Regions from separate parts of the Bos taurus genome. Here region 1 is linked to region 2. A link is a contact called in public Hi-C data. All regions are on one chromosome and are shown on one strand. The core of a region is the stretch at or near the end of the contact, and the rest is flanking DNA. Distances in the headings are between cores, read along the strand shown. Region 1 overlaps EGFLAM (EGF like, fibronectin type III and laminin G domains). Region 2 has its middle 37 kb from the start of OSMR.

Region 1 (3,534 bases), core at 392-2,891, 380 kb before region 2:
TCAGAGGCTGGAGCAGAATCTGAGCCCAGATGGAGGTGGGCACTGGGCTCCCATGGAGCTGCAGGAAAGTGAGCCTCTGTGCCCCAGCTGGGGCTGGAGAAGCCAGAAGGCCTTCAAGGTACCAGCCACAACTTCAGATACCAGCAGAAACCATAAGGCGCGGTGGTCCCCTCACCTTCCACCTGGGGCTCTCACTCTCGTGTGCCTTCTTCTACCACAAACCTCAGCACCCCATGCTGCAGCCCAGTCCTGAGGTCCCTTTCTTATCTCACCAGAGGGGTGTCAGAAAGCCGATACTCCCCATCCTTAGAGATTTCTTTCTTCTTTCTCTCTACTCTCATCCAAATTTGCCCATTTTGTGTCCCAGGCCGTAAGAGCTCTTGTGTCTAAGTTACTAACAAGGGAAAGCAGAGTTTCACAAAGCACAGGTGAAAATTTAAGTTCTAAAGAACACTAATGGCGGTTTTGTGTTCGCACAGAGAGATAGACAACATAACATTCACATGCGCAGAATGGGAGGGGAAATTCTGTGGTCTAATAAAGTGAGTCGCTCTGTCATGTCTGACTCTTTGGGACTCCATGGACTCTAGCCTGCCAGGCTCCTCTGTCCATGGAATTCTCCAGGCCTGAATACTAGAGTGGGTTGTCACTCCCTTCTCCAGGGGATCTTCCCAATCTGGGGATCAAACCCAGGTCTCCTGCACTGTAGGCAGATTCTTTACCATCTGAGCCTGAAATAAGACTGAGTAATCCTGGGTAAACCATCGCTTCTTCTGTGGGACTTCTCAGAGCCTTTGATATGTTCTGAGTGTCCAAGACAAGGGTGTAGAATGCATCTCTTTCCTCCAGGGTTTCCCCCAGCCCATGGCAGACAGGCCACTTGGGAAAGGACCGAGCTCTGATGGTACTCCCTTCCCTTCCCTTCCCTTCCCTTCCCAGATTACTGAGAAGTTCTGACTCAGACGGTGCAGGACCCTTCAGGCCACTAGATGGGAGTGTTTCTCTGCAGCAGCTGAAGTTCCACTCAATACCAACACCGAAAGCCACTGGCTTAGGTCACACATTTGTCAGGGACACACAGTCCTCAAAGATGGGAACCTGCCTGACTCATAATGATGGACCACATTCTACACACTTCACAGTGTATTTAGTAAATTCATATCAAATTGCTGAGTCTGATTGGGGGACGGGAGTGGGGGGGAAGTCCCAGAGCATTAAAAAAAAAAAAAAGTAGCTTCATTAAATATGAGCTGTAATTTAAGAATACTCAGTATGAAAAAACACAAATTCATAAAACATATAAATTGTGCATACTATAGGGAATTTCTTTTCTTGGGATGGTGTATCCTTAACCAATGCAAGATTTGGAGGCATTCAGCCTGGATGTTGATTTTTAGATAGTTGAAGGCTGGTAGTGTAGAAAACAATTTTTTAGCTATTACTTACTTTGTGGCTGCAGAGTCAGCTTCATGGGACCAGATGGCTGCTCCAAGCAGAGCTGTCCAGCAAGGGAGAGTTCTGCCTGTGGATGAGAGAGCTGCCCACCTTGGAAATTGTTCCCTGGGACTGGATTGCCATCGCTCAGGAGGTTGTGGGGAGAAGTCCTGGCTGCTGGAAAAGCTAGGTTACAACCCCAGCTCCTTCCTTCACTGGTCCTGGGACTGCGTGAAGGAGCCAGCAAGTTTTCTTCCACTCTTTATAGTCCATTGGGAATTTCAAGTCCCTGAAGTGGAAAATTTGCCTGGCTTGCAGGCTGGTTATTCATTTTGTCACCAGATGTCTCAAGCTTTTAGGTCTAAATGTGAGGAAGCACCAAAAACAGTCTTTGAGTAGTGCCTTTGCCACAAGAAAAAAAAAAAAAGACAGTGTAGAAGAAATTAGATCTAAAGGGTTAGGATAAAATATACTTGTGCTTACAATATTTTAAAAAACTGCAAAAGGCTAGAAAGGACTAGATGGCTACTTCTAACTGTAATGTTTTAGGATGGAATTAATGTTTATCCACATATACTGATGACACGGAGTATATTTTCACTGTGTTTATGTTCAGTGGTGTCATTTCTAGAGTGTTCGCCTGCTCTTTATTAATCACAAGATCTGAACCTTGTAAAGGGGGTGGGTTGGGAATTAGGGTGATATTTTCCACTGTGGAGAGAAAAGAGGCAGCTGGCTGGCTTGCATTCCTTTTTCACATGTAGCCTGGAGCCAAGAAAAGGTAGTGGTCATTGACAAGGTAAGTAACTCTCCAGGAAGTGTTTTCTCCAGGTTTATATTAAGTGGGCATTGTCAGTTCAAGGTCAGGGGAGCCCCAGAGGTGTTAGACAGTTTATTAGACACATCTTCCTGGTCCACCACCTCTTGCACCCCAGTTACTAAGCCGAGAACTGCAGAGGTGTGTTGGGTGATTTGGTGCTAACCATGCTGAGAGAAAATATTTCCAGCAGTTTCTCACGAGGGGAACGAGTGGATTCACGTTCCCTCAGAGGAATGTGAGTTCCTGCAGGGCTTCCCAGGGGCTGTGTAAGGCCGCTTTCCAGCGATCTGCAACCACAGTAATTGGGATTTTACAGTGACTGTGAGATTCTGACTTGCCCTGTTCTGTTTCATGCTGGCATCTGGCAGAGTGTGGGAACTACTGCCTCAACAGTAAGTACAGTGAGTCCTCCGAGAAGCTGGGACGGCTCCTGGGCTGGTGCCAGGTCAGGCTCTGGACAGGCTGTGGGCACAGTGCTGGCCAACCACCTGCAGAGGGTAACGGGGGACACACCTCTCAGAGGGGCTGCAGCCTCCCACCGAGATTGCCAGCCCTGGGAGCACACTTGTCTCCCGGCTGGATCTTGGGAAGCCCTGAGCTAGAGGGGCTTGGTCAGTAGCTGGACGGGGCTCGCGCACACACCCCTTTGAGAGTCCAGGTGCAGAGCACATCCTGATCATTTCCAGGAGTGCAGACCCATGTCCATCCAGTAACAGCAGGGATGGGCCCTGCTTGGGGCTGAGCCAAACCCAGCAGGGACTCCAGAGTGACTGGGAGGGATGGCTTCTCCTCCTGTCTGGCATCAGCAGCTGGCAATTCAGGGTCTGCCCGCCCAGGTGTGAGCTCCCCTGTCCTCCTGCGTTTCCCCACTCTTGCTTCTTGTACCCCATTCTTACCCTCTTCTATTTTTTTGCTTCTCCTGGACTTCTCCCCCAGCCGCAGCTTTTTCATCCTCTCTGCATCCCCTGCTTGGGGATGCCATCCACTTGGCTGTTCATTTTTGTGTTGTTGTTTTTTTTCCCACACCTTCTCCTCCTTTGCTTCTCTGACATTTTCTTTTCTCCTCCTCTAACGTCTACTTTCCCCTTCTTCTTCTCTCTTCCCACCAACTTTCTACTTGTGGCATTTTACATCTTTTTTCTTCTCTCAGCTTCCTTTTCTTCCTTCCTCCTCCTCCTCACTTAAACCAGAGGGTGGAGCAGCTCAGAATTTGAGATTAAAGAGCCATCACTTCCGACTCTAAAAGGCCCTCCGGATCGACAGCCCCTTGTCCTGGGCCA
Region 2 (3,622 bases), core at 713-3,212:
TATCACTAAAACTCTGAGTGAAAACATATGGGATGGTTATCTTTAAATGATCTCATAAATGTCTTTACTTAGGAATACAACAGATTTCTTTTATAATGCTCGGTTTAAAAATAAAACACCACCCTTGGAAATTATATTCTACCACTCTTGGCTTGACAAGAAAAGGCTTTTACAACTTATATTGTTTGAAATTTCAAAGGAGTCTACAATTTATACAATCATGAGCTTGTTAAATAAGCTATGTAAATTTATGAGGACCAGGGTCTAAATGAATTCAGGCCTAAATAAATCAAACCCTAGCTAGACCATGATTTAATTAAACATTGACAATATGACTCATGGCACTTAAGTTTACTGATGTTTATTGCCAAAAGAGGCTATGACAGAGAGAAATGTAGGAGGCCTGACAGACTGTTCAAGGTTAAAATAGAAGTATCAAGATGAAAACAGCATTGTAGGAGTTTCTATAGCTGCTCAAATAAATGTCTTCAGAACAGTTTGACAGCAAGTAAACTCACAAGGTAGTCATAAAAATTCATAGATGTATATCTTTATTTTCAGCTTTTATCCCTCTCATCTAGCGTTTGGGGGTTTTGGGTTTCTCTTTACCTTCTTATGAATGTATATCTATATAGATACAGATGTCTACATATTTTATATAGAGATCTTATGACTATATTTTATATATCTTTTCAAGCTTAATTTTTGTTCTTGTTTTCACTTCTAATACATGACTTTTATATTTTCTCCTTTTTGTCTATTTTCTAGAATAGACTGGCATCCCTATTTGTGTCTGAGATGCTCGTGCAAGCTTGGTGACGAGCTTCCTTTCTGGAACATACGCAGGTCACCTTTCACTTGGGGGGCCCCTCTTCAGCCTGTCATCCCCCCCAAGGCCCAGAGACCACAGCCAGGGTCCCCTAGGCACAAGGCAGGTTTCAGGGGAGGGCAGGTGCAGCAGGAATGTGTCTGAACCAAAACCAGAACGAATGAGCAGACGGGTATGTGTGCTTATGGAATACCAGAGCACTATTTGAAACCCAGATTCTCCTAGAACCTGAGGGCACACGACCTTGGCAATCAGCGATCAGTATCTGACTCCCAGCTCCCAAACGGAGCAGGTGGAAAGGAGGCTGTAGCCTCACAAACAGGCTGAGCGAGTGGCATCTGTTTCCACCCTGGCTATCTCCTCCTGTCTCAGCGCAGCCCACGGGCCCATCCACAGCTGGCTCCTCCCTGGGGTTCCCTCTGAGCAGTACCATTGTGCAATGGATTCTTCCACCAACTTCTCCGAGGTAAGCCTTTCCATCCTGTTTGTGTTTTAAAGAGAGTCTTTAATGGCTTCAGGCAAAGGAGTCAGTAATTTAGGAGTTTCGGGACTCTGGCAGGGTGAGAAAGGGGTTTCTCCCTTAAGACAAAAGGTCTGTTGGTGTCCTCCACACCATCCAGGGGTTTCATGGACCTGTGCTCCCCACCTCCCTACAGCAGGATACAGCAGGACCGTCTCCTCTGCAGCCAGCTGGTCTGAGAGCTGCAGGGCTGCAGGAGGCTGGGAAATACTAGGGCTCTCAGGGGAGGACGAGGGGCTGTACTCGCCCACACCCTGACCTTACTCTCGAGATTGGAGAGGGAGCTGGTGTCCCTTCCTTTCATTCTTCAAGATGAGCTTGGTCCTTCCTCCTCGGATTCTTGAACGACTTTTGGGAGAGTCAGATGGAGAGAAACGAGATTTAGGACCATGTTTAAGATTCTGCAGACTTTTCCTCAAGGATAGCCAAAGCCCAGGGCCTACAAGCCCCAGGGAGGTGAAGCAGGGGAGAAAGGACACAGTTCATAAAGTGACAGAGGCACGTGCTGTGAGCAGAGCTGAGTTGATGAACCTGATTTGGGGAGACCGGCAGCCCTTGTACTCTCTCTTTTCCTTCCAATCCTCCCATAGAAGCTGGCAACCTGAGAGCTGAGCCGGGCCCGTGCATTAGCCTACGGCGCCACCTAGCCACCCCAGAGGGTACTCAAGAAACACTGTGCCAGGAGGTTTTAGGGGGTTTTTTGTGTTGTTATTTCCACACCCAGAAAAGGGGGTTTCCATTTCATTCACGGAGTTCTGGGAAATGGAATTTGTATAAAACCTTTCTTGCACACGATGGAAAACATTTATTAGCGTCTGAGAGAATGTGGCCTAAAAGCAATTGTAATAAAAACTTACGAGGGTAAGAGTTCAGTGTTCTACACTTGCATTTTTCCCTAGTAACAGCTGTGACTGCAGTTTTTGCTTCAAGTTTATTCTGCCTCAAGTTATTGAATCTGCCTTACATTATAGACTTTATTCAAATGACAAAGAGCTACTGTTTCTCCTATTTTCTTTTCTTTTTCTTTTCTCCTCCAGGTCAGATTTAGCTCTGGGGGAGGCCTGGGAATCCTGAAGGGAATGGAGGCTCACGAGAGACTGATTCTATGGGGAAACTTGGGACAATATCAGTCAAGGGACATTATGGCAAATGTATGACATTGCTGTACCCGCTGCCATCTTTTCAGTCAGATGAAGCTATCCCTGCTCCCACAGACACAGCTCCAGGAGGAAATACGGGAGCTTATCAAGAGAGCACGTACATCCTCACCATAGATGCCGTGGTCCCGCCGGCGAAGCTGGCGCTGGCCTTCCCATCTGAGATGGATAAAGCTCTGAGGCCAACAGACTCAAGGTTGCCTCTAAAGCTTATGGAGGAAAAAAAAAAAAAAGATGTCTTAATGACTGCATTGGGAATAGGCAGTCATTGCCTAAAGGCTCAGGAGATCTTAGAGATTGTAAACATGATCTCTGGAGCCAAATGCCTGGATTTCACGTGTACTTCTCTGTTACCTAAGCCCTGCCTCAGTTTTCTAGATAATGAATATAATCCTAGTATTTATTTCATTAGGTTCTGGTGAAGATTAAATGAGATAAACTATATAAATGCTTCAGATAAGGCCTGACACATGGCAGGCACTTCATAAATATTAACTAATGTTTAATTATCCTAGAATTGAAAGGAACAACCTGAGTCTTCTTGCACTGAAGCAGTTTTTGTTAATTAGCATAGCAAATTGTGCCTATGTAGCAAGTCTCAGTGGCAATTTCTTTGGCTGTTTCCACATTGGCAGCAGAAACAGGAGGTATACATACAGCTTTTTTTTAAAAAATGTTTTTTAGGGTTTCCCTGGTGGCCCACTGGTAAAGAATCTGCTTGCCAATGCAGGAGATATGGGTTCAGTCCCTGATCTGGGAAGATCCCACAAGCCTCAAAGCAACTGAGCCTGAGCCCTAGAGCCCTGGAGCCACAACTACTGAAGCTCATGTGCCCTAGAGCCCATGCTCCACAAGAGAAGACACCACAGCTAGAGAGTAGCCTGTGCAGCAACAAGACCCAGCACAGCCAAAAATAAATAAAGTTATTTTTTAAAGTTTTTTAGGAGAAAGCATCCAAAAAAAGAAAAAGTAGCCCACCAGTTTATCTCAGTGGATGCTCAAATAATGCTGCTAGCTGATCAGGGTTGGTTTTTTTTTTTTTGCTATTATTATCCCTCTCCAAATCACAGTACCATCTCAGGTTGATTCAGTGAACTTTCCTGAACAGTCCTATGG

The links. Hi-C and Micro-C count contacts between places; a contact is called where the count stands out from the background.
Region 1: a contact with region 2 is called in a Hi-C map of skeletal muscle, with 6 times the contacts expected there. The contact joins two enhancer-like sites. A contact is called at or near these places in 4 of 11 Hi-C or Micro-C datasets (blastocyst, liver, skeletal muscle and 1 more).

The regions. Positions count from the first base shown.
Region 1 is chr20:35,987,323-35,990,856 of ARS-UCD2.0, reverse strand. All of the region lies in intron 18 of EGFLAM (EGF like, fibronectin type III and laminin G domains), which reads left to right. Among named protein-coding and RNA genes, the nearest start is that of LIFR, 88 kb to the right of the region's middle. Within about 2 kb of position 1,641, at least 14 of the 102 cell types and tissues checked have an H3K27ac peak or open chromatin away from gene starts, as enhancers often do. A contact at or near this core is called in skeletal muscle, where this site is marked.
Region 2 is chr20:35,605,876-35,609,497 of ARS-UCD2.0, reverse strand. No RefSeq gene overlaps it. Among named protein-coding and RNA genes, the nearest start is that of OSMR, 37 kb to the right of the region's middle. Within about 2 kb of position 1,962, at least 47 of the 102 cell types and tissues checked have an H3K27ac peak or open chromatin away from gene starts, as enhancers often do. A contact at or near this core is called in skeletal muscle, where this site is marked.